Regions from separate parts of the Mus musculus genome. Here all the other regions are linked to region 1. A link is a contact called in public HiCAR-type and HiChIP or PLAC-seq data. All regions are on one chromosome and are shown on one strand. The core of a region is the stretch at or near the end of the contact, and the rest is flanking DNA. Distances in the headings are between cores, read along the strand shown. Region 1 holds the start of Npm1 (nucleophosmin 1). Region 2 holds the start of Spdl1 (spindle apparatus coiled-coil protein 1). Region 3 holds the start of Dock2 (dedicator of cyto-kinesis 2).

What was found. HiCAR-type assays count read pairs that join an accessible place to other places. HiChIP or PLAC-seq counts read pairs in DNA pulled down with a chosen protein or histone mark.
Region 2: a HiCAR-type map of astrocytes shows a contact between it and region 1, with 4 times the contacts expected there. The contact joins the promoter of Spdl1 here to the promoter of Npm1 in region 1. A contact is called at or near these places in 3 of 39 promoter capture datasets (the C10 cell line, embryonic stem cells and pre-B cells), 1 of 115 datasets of contacts at active chromatin or transcription factors (astrocytes) and 1 of 9 other capture datasets (macrophages).
Region 3: an H3K27ac HiChIP or PLAC-seq map of large pre-B cells shows a contact between it and region 1, with 3 times the contacts expected there. The contact joins the promoter of Dock2 here to the promoter of Npm1 in region 1. A contact is called at or near these places in 1 of 39 promoter capture datasets (embryonic stem cells) and 2 of 115 datasets of contacts at active chromatin or transcription factors (large pre-B cells and thymic regulatory T cells).

The regions. Positions count from the first base shown.
Region 1 is chr11:33,161,342-33,164,939 of GRCm38.p6, forward strand. Npm1 (nucleophosmin 1) reads right to left here and starts at 1,865. Exons shown (of 11, transcript NM_008722.3): 1 at 1,581-1,865; 2 at 207-286. The coding sequence starts at 1,638.
Region 2 is chr11:34,832,091-34,835,688 of GRCm38.p6, forward strand. It overlaps Spdl1 (spindle apparatus coiled-coil protein 1), which reads right to left and starts at 1,551. Exons shown (of 12, transcript NM_027411.2): 1 at 1,398-1,551.
Region 3 is chr11:34,781,965-34,785,562 of GRCm38.p6, forward strand. It overlaps Dock2 (dedicator of cyto-kinesis 2), which reads right to left and starts at 1,941. Exons shown (of 52, transcript NM_033374.3): 1 at 1,817-1,941. The coding sequence starts at 1,859.

The DNA.
Region 1 (3,598 bases), core at 615-3,114:
ACCATATACACAACTGTTCCTTTAAATGAATAAAGCTGGCAGATTAAAAACAAGCACTGTTCTACAAAGCACCTATCTAGCACCTTGGAGTGACCAAGCTATACAAAATTACAAGTGACAAAGATCCCCTATCTTTTCTGGGATTAAACTCCTAGTTCATCAGTAGGAAATGTCTGAAATGTTTTTAAGTTTCAGAGCTTACATACCGTTCTTAATGACAACTGGTGCTCATTTTCATCATTATCCACTTTAAAGTGATAGTCTTTGTCAGCCTTTAGTTCACAGCCTGTATGTAAGACAAAAACAAGAAAGCAAACCTAGCAATGATACTTACATCAAAACCCAAAGCCTAAAGTTCTGTGAAATCAACTCAAATGAAACATTAAAAAAAAAAATCTTTAATTTTCTCATAGTACTAACTACATTGAGGCAACATTGCTGGTTTCCACAGTAGACTTAATGAGTCTCTTTAAAGTAGTATGGTGAAATCGGTATAAACACTACTAGAATTAATGAACGAGTGGCAGAGTTCACTGTTCCTTTAATCTCAGGACTGTTAAAAAGCTAAAACGTGAATCACTGAAAAACAAACTGATTCTTTTAAACAAAAACTGGGTGTAGGGTAGGCAGCAAGACTATAGATGTGATCCCCAAAAGCCTTGATGCTAAAGCGAATCTTGTCTGTTCAACAGATCCTTCCCTCTCCCCACCCCAAGAAAAAGTAGTTCTAGATAGAGCCAGGTAGATGATTTAAGGGTACTCCTAACATTAAGCCACGTGGGCCATCAGTACAGCTATCTGCAACGTGATGCTGACTCCGCCTACCAGAGGCAAATTAAAAAGGGGGGGCTCCATCACTGTGGATACTGAAAGATATGAACAAAGATCTCAAAAACCCATACGCCACGGGCTATGAAATAAACATTTCCCTCCCAGAACTTTTAACTAAGCCACAAGATCCCACGGCTGAAGGTTGGCTAGAGTCGGAGAGCCCGGATGTAGAGCCCACACCCCCTCCCTAACCCCCAACCACGTGGCAACCACGTGCTCCTAGGGGTTGCTGCCCCTTCTGCCTCAGGGCGCCTGCTCGGACCATTCCCCGTTACTGGGCGAAGCCCTCGGTCGCCACAGAATACAAGATGCGGCCCCTGGAAAGCCCAGCGCCTGCAGATGTATCCTCCCCAACAGGGCGGAGGTAGGCCTCGCCTCGCTCCACAGGCCCCTTTCTCCCGTGCCGCCTGCCGTGGCTCAACACAAGAGGAAAAAAAGGAGCTCGGAAGCGACCGTGCGGGCTTTCGTGCACAGGAGAAACGCCTCTCAAGTTCGCGCCACAGGCAAGGTCGCACCCTCGCCGGCCGGCCGGCCGCTCCTAACACCCGAGGCTACAGGCTGGGCCGCTCCCGCCCCATTTTCCGGCGGCTTTCCTAGTGTTCAGGCCGCTGCTTCTAAGGCCTGGGAGATTCCTCCTTGCTCTCCGGCCTCCACCTACGCCGCGTTCCCCACACGCCAGGCCTCGGCTGGGCTCCCGCCCCCCCCCCCATCACCAGGCCCTGCACACGCTTCCCCCTCCAGTCAGTTACCGAAAAGGTAGTTCTGAGGCCTAAGAGGACTCATGTCCATATCCATCGAGTCTTCCATGAGGTGGAGGCGCGCACTTCGGTGTGGGAGAAGCCGGACGGAAAACAACTGCCTCCTGTTCCACAGAACAGACGCGCAGGACGGAATCACGCCAAGGAAAGGACGCGGGCTCTCCGCACGTATATATGGTCGCAGGAGATCTCGCGAGATCTGCGCTAGTCCTGCCTCCGCGAGCCTCCTCTGGATCCCTCCCACTCCCCGCACAGTCGCGCTTTTGCGCGTGCGCCTTTCATCCTCACGCCTAGGTACCTCGCCCCCCTCCTCCTCCAGGTGCTTGGCGGGCTCTCACTGCGCACGCGCGTTCGTCTCTGGCCCCGTCCCTCCACTACTGTCGCCCAAGCGCAGGCGCGTTTTCTCTTTGTGGCCTCGCTCTGGGTTTTCAGGGCTTCCACGTCTTCTCCGCTCGTGCTCGCGGGCCCAGGGCCGAGAGCGTGCGCAGCCCACCCTGAAAGATGGCGGCTGCAGCCAGGGAACCACAGAGCGTCTCTTTTCTCCACCCTCCGTTCCCCGTAGGCCTGGAACAAGCATAATCACCTCAGGATTTGGCTTGCTCGAAGGCTTGCTCTTCGTTTTCACGTAGCTTCAGGAGCCCAGGGCGGAGTGGCTGGATCTAGGCTACTTTCCCCGCAGCCATGCTTTTGCACCTCTTTTCTGAGGCAGCATTTTCAAAACGAAAATTATCAGCTTTATGTCATTTGGGGACCAAAGAGAAACCCAGTCAGTCGCCTCCAAAGAGCATCTTTCTAAAACTTTAGAGCGTGCAGAACTGAGAAAACGCAGGCCGTCTTCATCATTCCAAATGAAGGCCTATCGCTTTTTTAGAAATTCATGAGCCTTAATACGAATCTTCGGCTGGGAATTAGCGCTTTAAAATGAATCCTGACGAACATCCCTCAGCGTTGGGTGCTTTCTGACAGCGGCCCTAATCTTTTTATCTCAACATGGAGCTAGCATATTTAAGAATTTGGGGGAGGAATGTAGATAATGGTACCAATGTTTGTAGACTCCAGAGACGTGTCAGATATAAATGCATGTGAGCCCATTACGTATCAAATCCTAAATTCGGAGATATCTGTCAATATGTGAATTTCAGTTTGCAACTATAAGGAAAAAATCATGAAACTTGGAAGAATTGTGTGTGTAAATAAACAGAGAAAAAAAAAAAAAAAGTCGGGCGTGGTGGCGCACGCCTTTAATCCCAGTTTGCGGGAGGCAGAGGCAGGCGGATTTCTGAGTTCGAGGCCAACCTGGTCTACAGAGTGAGTTCCAGGATAGCCAGGGCTATACAGAGAAACCCTGTCTCGAAAAACCAAAATAATAATAATAATAAAATAAACAGAGATAGACTGGGTATAGTGTGGGAAAGAACGGGTGAACAGAATTTGACCATCCAAACTGAGAAGGTGCAGGAGGAAGCATTGATACCCCTTGAGCCTGTGCAAGCCAGACAGTTTGATTGTTTCTGGATTCTGAAGCTTATTTAAATGCAGCTCATGCTGGTTTAATCCCAGCACTCTGGAGGCACAGGCAAGTGGATCAGGAGTTCAAGACCAGTGGTCTACAGAGCAAGTTCCAGGATAGGCAGGACTACACAGAGACTCAGTTCTTCCTGCCTCCCCGAAACTTTAGGTGCCTTAGTTGTCACTGAATGATGCCACATGCTTAGGTACAATGAGTAAGAGCTGTGTATATTACCTTACAACAAAATACTATCTTTTTTTTTTTTTTATTCCATGCTTTTATTAGTTTTTAGCATGCTTTAAAACATAAAAACAGAATCCTATGGCCAATGCCCAGCTTCAACAGTTGTCTCCACACACACACAGCATGCTATTTAATACACATCTTCCCATCTGCATATTTGGGTGTGGGCACGAATCATCCTGGAATTAGCTGATCTCTTGTGGATACCAAGTGACAACTATACAACTGTATTTCATACTACACCACATGACTACAG
Region 2 (3,598 bases), core at 301-2,800, 1.7 Mb after region 1:
GGAGGTGGTGGCACACACCTTTAATCCCAGCACTCGGGAGGCAGAGGCAGGCAGATATCTGAGTTCGAGGCCAGCCTGGTCTACAAAGTGAGTTCCAGGACAGCCAGGGCTATTCAGAAAAACCTTGTCTCGAAAAACAAACAAAACAAAACAAAAACAAAAACAAAAAGAGTAAAAGGCATCTAACTAGATTAAGAACACATGAATTCTTACTAGGCATCAACAGAAATACCATGCCAGCCAAACGGATTTTAAACTTTTTTTTGGGGGGTGGGGGTAGTTACATTTTCACAAATAAGTACAAGTGAAAACATTTAACCCAAACATCCAAAATGTTACCACTGCAATCTGTAATCATTGAATAGATAAATAAACAAACCCAAGCAAAACTTTCAAGCCCAAAGTTCTCCTGCCTATAGGAGGCTCAGGGATAAAGATGGAGCAGAACCACTGAATGGCACAACTTGAAACCCATCCCATGAGAGAGAGCCAACCCCTGACACTATTAACGACCCCGTGCTATGTTTGCAGCCCTAACATAACTGTGTCTTGAGAGGCTTAACCCAGCAGCAGATGGAAGCAGAAGCAAAGGCCCATCAGGCATCAGGCAGGGCTCTGGGAGTCTCGTGAGGAAGAGTAGGGGATAGAATTGAGCAAGCTGAAGGGGTCAAGGCCACCACAGGAAGACATGCAAGTCAATCAACCTGGACCCATGGGGGCTCACTGAGGCTGAACCACCAACTAAGGAGGATGCAGGGGCTGGACCTAGGCCCCCTACGTATGTGTAGCAGATATGCAGCTTGGTCTTCCTGCAGGTCCCCTAACAATTGAAGCAGGGCTGTCTCTGACTCTGCTGCCTGCCATTGTACCCCTTACCCTACCTGGACCGCCTGGTTGGAACATGCTTATTTAACTCCGCTGGGATTTGATGTCCCAGGATGAGGTGGTACTGGGGGGGGGGGGGGACACGACTCCCCTTCTCTGAGAAAAGAGGGAGGGGTAGTAGTGGGGATAGGGATTGGGGGGCGGGACTGGGAGGAAAGTGGGGAGGGGGCTGCGATTGGGATATAATGTGAATAAAAGAAAAACAACAAAAAAAGTAAATAAGTAAAACATAAGCGAATGAGATGTTACAATGAGACTCCGTCCTGTGTGTCTGCTACATAATTGTAAGTTAATTCAGACTGCACCACTGGCTAAGGGTACTGGAGAATTCAAGACTCGGAGGTCCCAGACCACCCAGCACCGTATTTATCCTTCTGCAGTCAAACCCGCAGCGAAGCGGTCCGACCGAAGACTACACCGACCCGGAAGGCGGCTCCAGAGAACTCAGGTTCCTGAGAACAGGCGTTCCTCCCACCTCCTCCCGGTTCACCCTTCCCGACGCTCGCCCTTACCTCTCTCCTCACGCTTCCTGGCTGCTGCAACCGGAGGCCTGTCCGGAGAGCACTGGACTCCCAGATTCGTGACACTAACTCCACCTCAGCACAGAAATAACTCCCTCTTCACTCGGCAGCAGCACTGCTAAGTAAGCGCCGGGGATTTTTGAATACGGTTCCCGCGAGAACTCACGTTTCTCACGAGATGTCTTGTCCAATCCGCGCCTCCGGGGCAAACGAGTGGGGCGCCTTGCAGAGACTGCGCATGTGCATGCTCCGCGACTTGGGCTTTTGGGCGTTCCTGCTGCTTCGTTTTCTTAGAAGTGTCTGCTTTTAGTGAAGTGTGTTTCTCTGGTTTATTTATTTGTTGTCGTCTTTACCAACGCCAGTGTCGCCGGGTCGGAAGGTATTGTCAGCCCCTCGCTGGCCCGCCTGCAGTCGCCTTTAGGAGCTAAGGCGTTGAGTCTCACCAGGGCCAGCACAGTGCCACCTTCCACTGGGCTCGCCCCAGTTAGGACTGCGAACCACCCTGCCAGCCCTTGCACTTTGCGCAGAGGAAATTAAAGTCTCCTCCAAAGAAAACCTAAGTAATTCAAAATCACCGCAATAGGACTGCTATTGAGACGAACCCAGCTGGTTTTGCAGTACAGCTCGAGGGCATGCGTGTCTAAATAGAAATTCCTTGTAAACTTGCTTATTCTTTACACTTTTAAGCAATGGGAAATCTGGAGAGCTCTAGTAACTGGCACCTGGCATCATATCTTTTTTATCTATGGGCTTGGCTCTATGTCTTTTATCGTGGTTTACTGTGTTGAATCTTTGCCCTCTGTAGATGAAGGTGCCGAAGTGACACATTCCAAAAGTGAATCGGAAACTCCAGTCAGTAACATTCCCGTTTTGTTTTTCTTTATATAACAAAACGTCTGAGAAGGTTTTCACTATTCAGTTTCATCATCATCGTTATTATTTAGCTTTTTGAGACAGGGTCTCTATGTAGCCCTGACTGTCTTGGAACTCTCCCTGCAGACCGGACAAGCGATGAACTCACAGAGATCCTCCAGCCTCTGCCTCGGGAGTGCTGGGATTAGTTTGTTATATTGTACAGTAAATTGTCTCTTGACAAGATCACCAGCGTTTCTTTTTGTTTTTGTTTGTTTTATCATGAGGCCAATCCTGCACTGTACCCCAGTGATTTTTTACCTTCAGTGTCCAGTAGTCAGTGTTTATTTTTCCCCTTTCCTGCATTGCCTCCATTGAGTTTTAATATCTTGATGCTCCACACCCTTTGACTTTCTCACTTCATTTTCATTTGTAGACCGTTATTTCTGATGGAGCTAGACCAGACTTTAAAGGACTGAACTGTTTTAAGATAAACAACAATGATCCATCAAGCAGATATAATCACCACTGAGTTCTTCATTAAATGAAGCAAATTCCATTTCTTCTATCATTCTCAGATTCTTCAACTCAGGAGTCAGGAAGATAACCTCTATCGTTGGCCAGTCATGACTAGTTAATACCTGTAACTAAAATCTTTATGAATTCCTTGTTTTGTTCTTTGATTCAGAGAGAACATATTAAATCACATACTATCTCTCAGGTGCAGTGACATAGACCTTGGAAGGATGTGTGATTAAACGTACTATCAGGGAGTTGCTCACAACACAGTATATTATTTACATATATTTAATATTCTTGAGGCCTGTGCCCCCCAACATAGCTGTAGCCATTTTGTTCCATGCCTGCCAGCTCTTTCATACTGTTGCTGTGATATGCCTGCCACTCATTGGCACAGAAAAATAACTTGACTCAGAGCAAGGTCATGTTGATAACATATCTTGTTATGTTCTGTATGACAATTGTTAATCTTAAGAAATTCCACAAAGCTATAGGACCCATCAGATTAAATCAGTATGAACTGTTATGTCCAAAATAGCTTGAGTCAGAGCTGACCACTGAACAGCACTTCCAGCACCTGCACACGAGCTCATTGTGGCATTTTCCTTTATAAGCACACCCTGAGAAATGTTCGGAGTTGTAGCCTCGGCCGCCAGATTCTGAACTATGGCCCTGATCGATCAAGCTTAGGGTGTGTGTTCAGTAAACCATCCCTGTCTGACTGAGCTTGGTGTTTGTGTGGTTTGTGGGCGACTCCTGAACCCCAACAAATATATATTTAAAATCATGGCTGTAGAAATTATCACACACACAAATATACT
Region 3 (3,598 bases), core at 691-3,190, 1.6 Mb after region 1:
CTCACATAGATGTTCCAAAGTCAAAGACGAGAAGAGGTCCTATAAACTTAAACTACTACCTTCTCACTAGGAGCAACTGCTCTGAAATTGGCATTAGAGCCATCCTTTTAAATCCATCTTGATTCTGTAGTTGTCCCTTGATTTTGGCCAGGAGTCTTACCAAGTGCTTTACAATTATGACCCCAGGTCCATATCATCAGACCGTCATCATCTTTGTCGTCTTCCTCCTCCTCCTCCTCATCATCATCTTCACCTCATTACAGATGAAGAAACAAGTCTAGATTTGAACTTAAGTTGGACTTCACAACCCAAACTTCTAACCTTCTCCAGACTCCTCAAGGCAGAAGCTGTGCCTTTCTTAAGCACACTGCCTTGCCTGGGAGGAGTCTACTCTGCTTCCACCCCAGGCCTTCTCTGGAGCTCTGATGGAGTCCTGTGGCAAGGCTGTAGCAGGAATGGAAAATAACCTGGTAGGGATTGCCTAAGGCACCCAGAGATGGCCCAGCTGTCTCAACTCCTCACACTTCTCTAACCTTTTGCCTCCCTCCAAGCCCTGTGCCCACCATCTCCAGTGGCCTTCACAATGCAATGCTATGAAATAGGAAAGTGTTAGTACCTGTCATAGAGTGGGGGGAGGAAGGGTGTGGTCTAGGCTTCCACTTAACCCACACCACACCCTTGCCTCCCCTCACAGCAGATTTAAGAGCCCTTCCTTTCTGAGCGTGCTTCTCCAGGCCAGCTAATTTGCCCTAAGACACAAGGTTGCCCCGCCCACATCCCCTGCCCTTTTCACAGTCCTTCTGTTCCTGTATAAATTGCTAGTGGGGATACCCCAGGTGGAAAGGCCGGAGTTGGAGAAGTTTTGAACTTTTAAAGGAGCCTTTATTGAGTCAAATTCAAACTTCCCATTTTATGGATGGAGAACCTGAGACCCCTTGCAGATATGACTTGTCAGTTCTCTGCTGGGGACTTTTCATCTCAAAGTGCCTCACAGTGCCAAATGCTTGCCTGTAGAGGATGGATAGATCTGAGAACCCCCAAAGTAGCCACTCTCAAACTGTGGCTCATGAATACACACACACACCCTGCATCTATCACTCCCACCTCTGAGCTGCCTCAGGCCCGGCCTGTTGAAGCATCCTCTCTTGGGGAGATCTGCGATCTGGCAGTATGGAAATCCCCCAGTCAACCTTTAAATTCTCACTTAGAGTTGGCAGGATTGCATCACTGGTGCCACTTAGAGTCACATTACCTGACACCTCCCTTCCCCCAGCCACCACTTCCGCCCCCAGTTTGAAGCAGAGGCTTCTGGGAGCTTAGATGGCTGAAGCTGATGAGGCTGTTTTCTCCGATAATTTGACAGGACTCACTCTCTCAAAAGCTCTAATGAAAGACCCCATTGGCTTTGTCCCGGCCCCAAACTGGATACCTGGGATATTAGAGCAGTTAGATCAGAGTCACCTGACCGAGAGCAAACCAGCAAACGAGATGGACAGAGCCATGGTGGCTTGAAGACTGGCTAATGGAGAGTGCTCTGTGCAAAGCAAAGTCTGGTACACAGAGCTGCGGGGCCACCTCATCTTAAGGATGTGTGAGCAAGCACTTGGGAGAGGCTGAAGGCAAGAATATACTTTCTCTGCCTTCATTTTCTCCTTCAACCCGGCGACTGCAGCAGAGAGAAAGCACTGCGTTCCAGACCATAAGTTAGCATGGCCCGCCCTGCCCTCACCCATCCTGCAGGTCCCATCACATCTGCCTCCAGCCACCTGCCCTCTGCCGCAGCGCAGACCCAGTGCCCACACTTGCCCACACCTACCCACTCCGTGACGCTCCTTGTCAGTTTTGCGCCAGGGGGCCATGGCAAGACCGGAGCCTTGAGAGCCTCCTGTTCTCTAGTGAAGAAGCTGGCTGGGGTGGTTAGGCGCCTTGCAGGGCCCCACTTCCTTCCTCTTTTTAAACTCTCTCTCTCTCAAGGTCCGCCTTCCCCTCCTCTGGGTCCCCACTCCCTCCTCCCCCTTCTTCTCCAGCAGGGGCACACACAGCCAAGGGCTAGAAGATTGCCTTCAAAATTTGGAGACCACCCTCATTTGTCTCTTCCGGAGGAAAGTGGCTACAAGGCATACAGGTACTTAAAGCCAACCCAGACCGCGAGGGTAGAGTTTCCCTGACTTCTGAACCCTGTTAGTGACTAAGCATGAGCTTTGGGGGCTGATCTTCATTTCTCGGTGTTTCGGGTTCTTCATCAGGAAGATGGGGTAAGATTGCCCCTTCACCTGCTTTTCCTGAGGATTAGAGAAGAACCTGTACTCAGTGAGTGACACGCTAGAGATGGGGTCACTTTAGTTAGCATCCTTTCTGTGCCATGAACCCAACTGGGAATCCGATGCCAGCCCAGAAGCCTCCCTCTAACACTACTCAGGCACACCAGCAGGTCTGGGCACCTTCACCACCAGCAAGCGTGGGCAGGGCAAGAGACAGCCAGGGTGAATTAGACAGACATTTCCCCACAAACCTGAAGTTTGCTCTTGGAATAGATTCAATTGAAGAGGAAAATATCTCTCAGGGCTACCATCACAATGATCTAAGTCTCCTTGAATTTTCTTTCTTTATTACCATTTCCCATAACCTCTTTCTGCCCTACCCCAGACACATTAGGAAAGACCAGGCAAAATCACTACTGACAGTTTTCACAAAATACCAATTTTCTTTCATTTTAATTTATTGGCTTTTCAGTTTCTGACAGCACAAGTTGGGTGCATCTGTTAGATTACTTTTCCCTAGGAACACATGAAACCCTCTACCCACCACAGATAGGGCTCTAATGACAGACCTTAGCAATGACTCCTCTCAAGTCTAGGTTGGGAAATCAAAGAGTTCGTTGAATTTGCTTCTAGGAACACAACTGAGGGGTTACTTAAAGGAGCATAGGTGAACCCCAAAACAGCTACATCACTAAAATGTCTCACCCCACATTGGATGAGAACTTCCCCATAGCTGCATAGGTATAGTCTCCTCTTTCATTAATCCATCACACACTCTGTCACCTCTCAGACCATGTGACTATGTATGCCTGAGACAAAGTTACATGCAGCTGCCAGAGACACTCAGAAAGGACTGGCTGAAATCCCAGAAGGGGTTCTAATGACTCCCCCACTCTCCCTTGGCAACAGGCCAAATCTTGGGGAATCTCTTGGGAATAGTCACAAGTGTTCTAGTGGCCCTTGTAAGAGCTAGAAGATTTGGAAGACAGCACAGCACAGCAGCAGCAGCCACAGTAAGCAGCTATATCACAGCTTTGTGGAAAGATCAAAGCCAGGAGAATGTGTGTATGCATTTAATATTCATTACTTAGTAACATTTTTTGTTGTTGTGACAAAACACTGACCATGACCAAGGCAACTTACAAAGAAAGCATTTAATTTAGGGCTTACAGTTCAAGAGCGTGGTACCATCCATGATCATCTTGGCAGGGACCATGAGAGCAGGCAGGAAGACATAGGGCTGGAGCAGTAGTAGAACACTTATATCTGATCCACAAGCATGAGGCAGAGAGTTACCTGAGAACAGCATGTGATGTGTTTATAAAAAGATAAAGAGG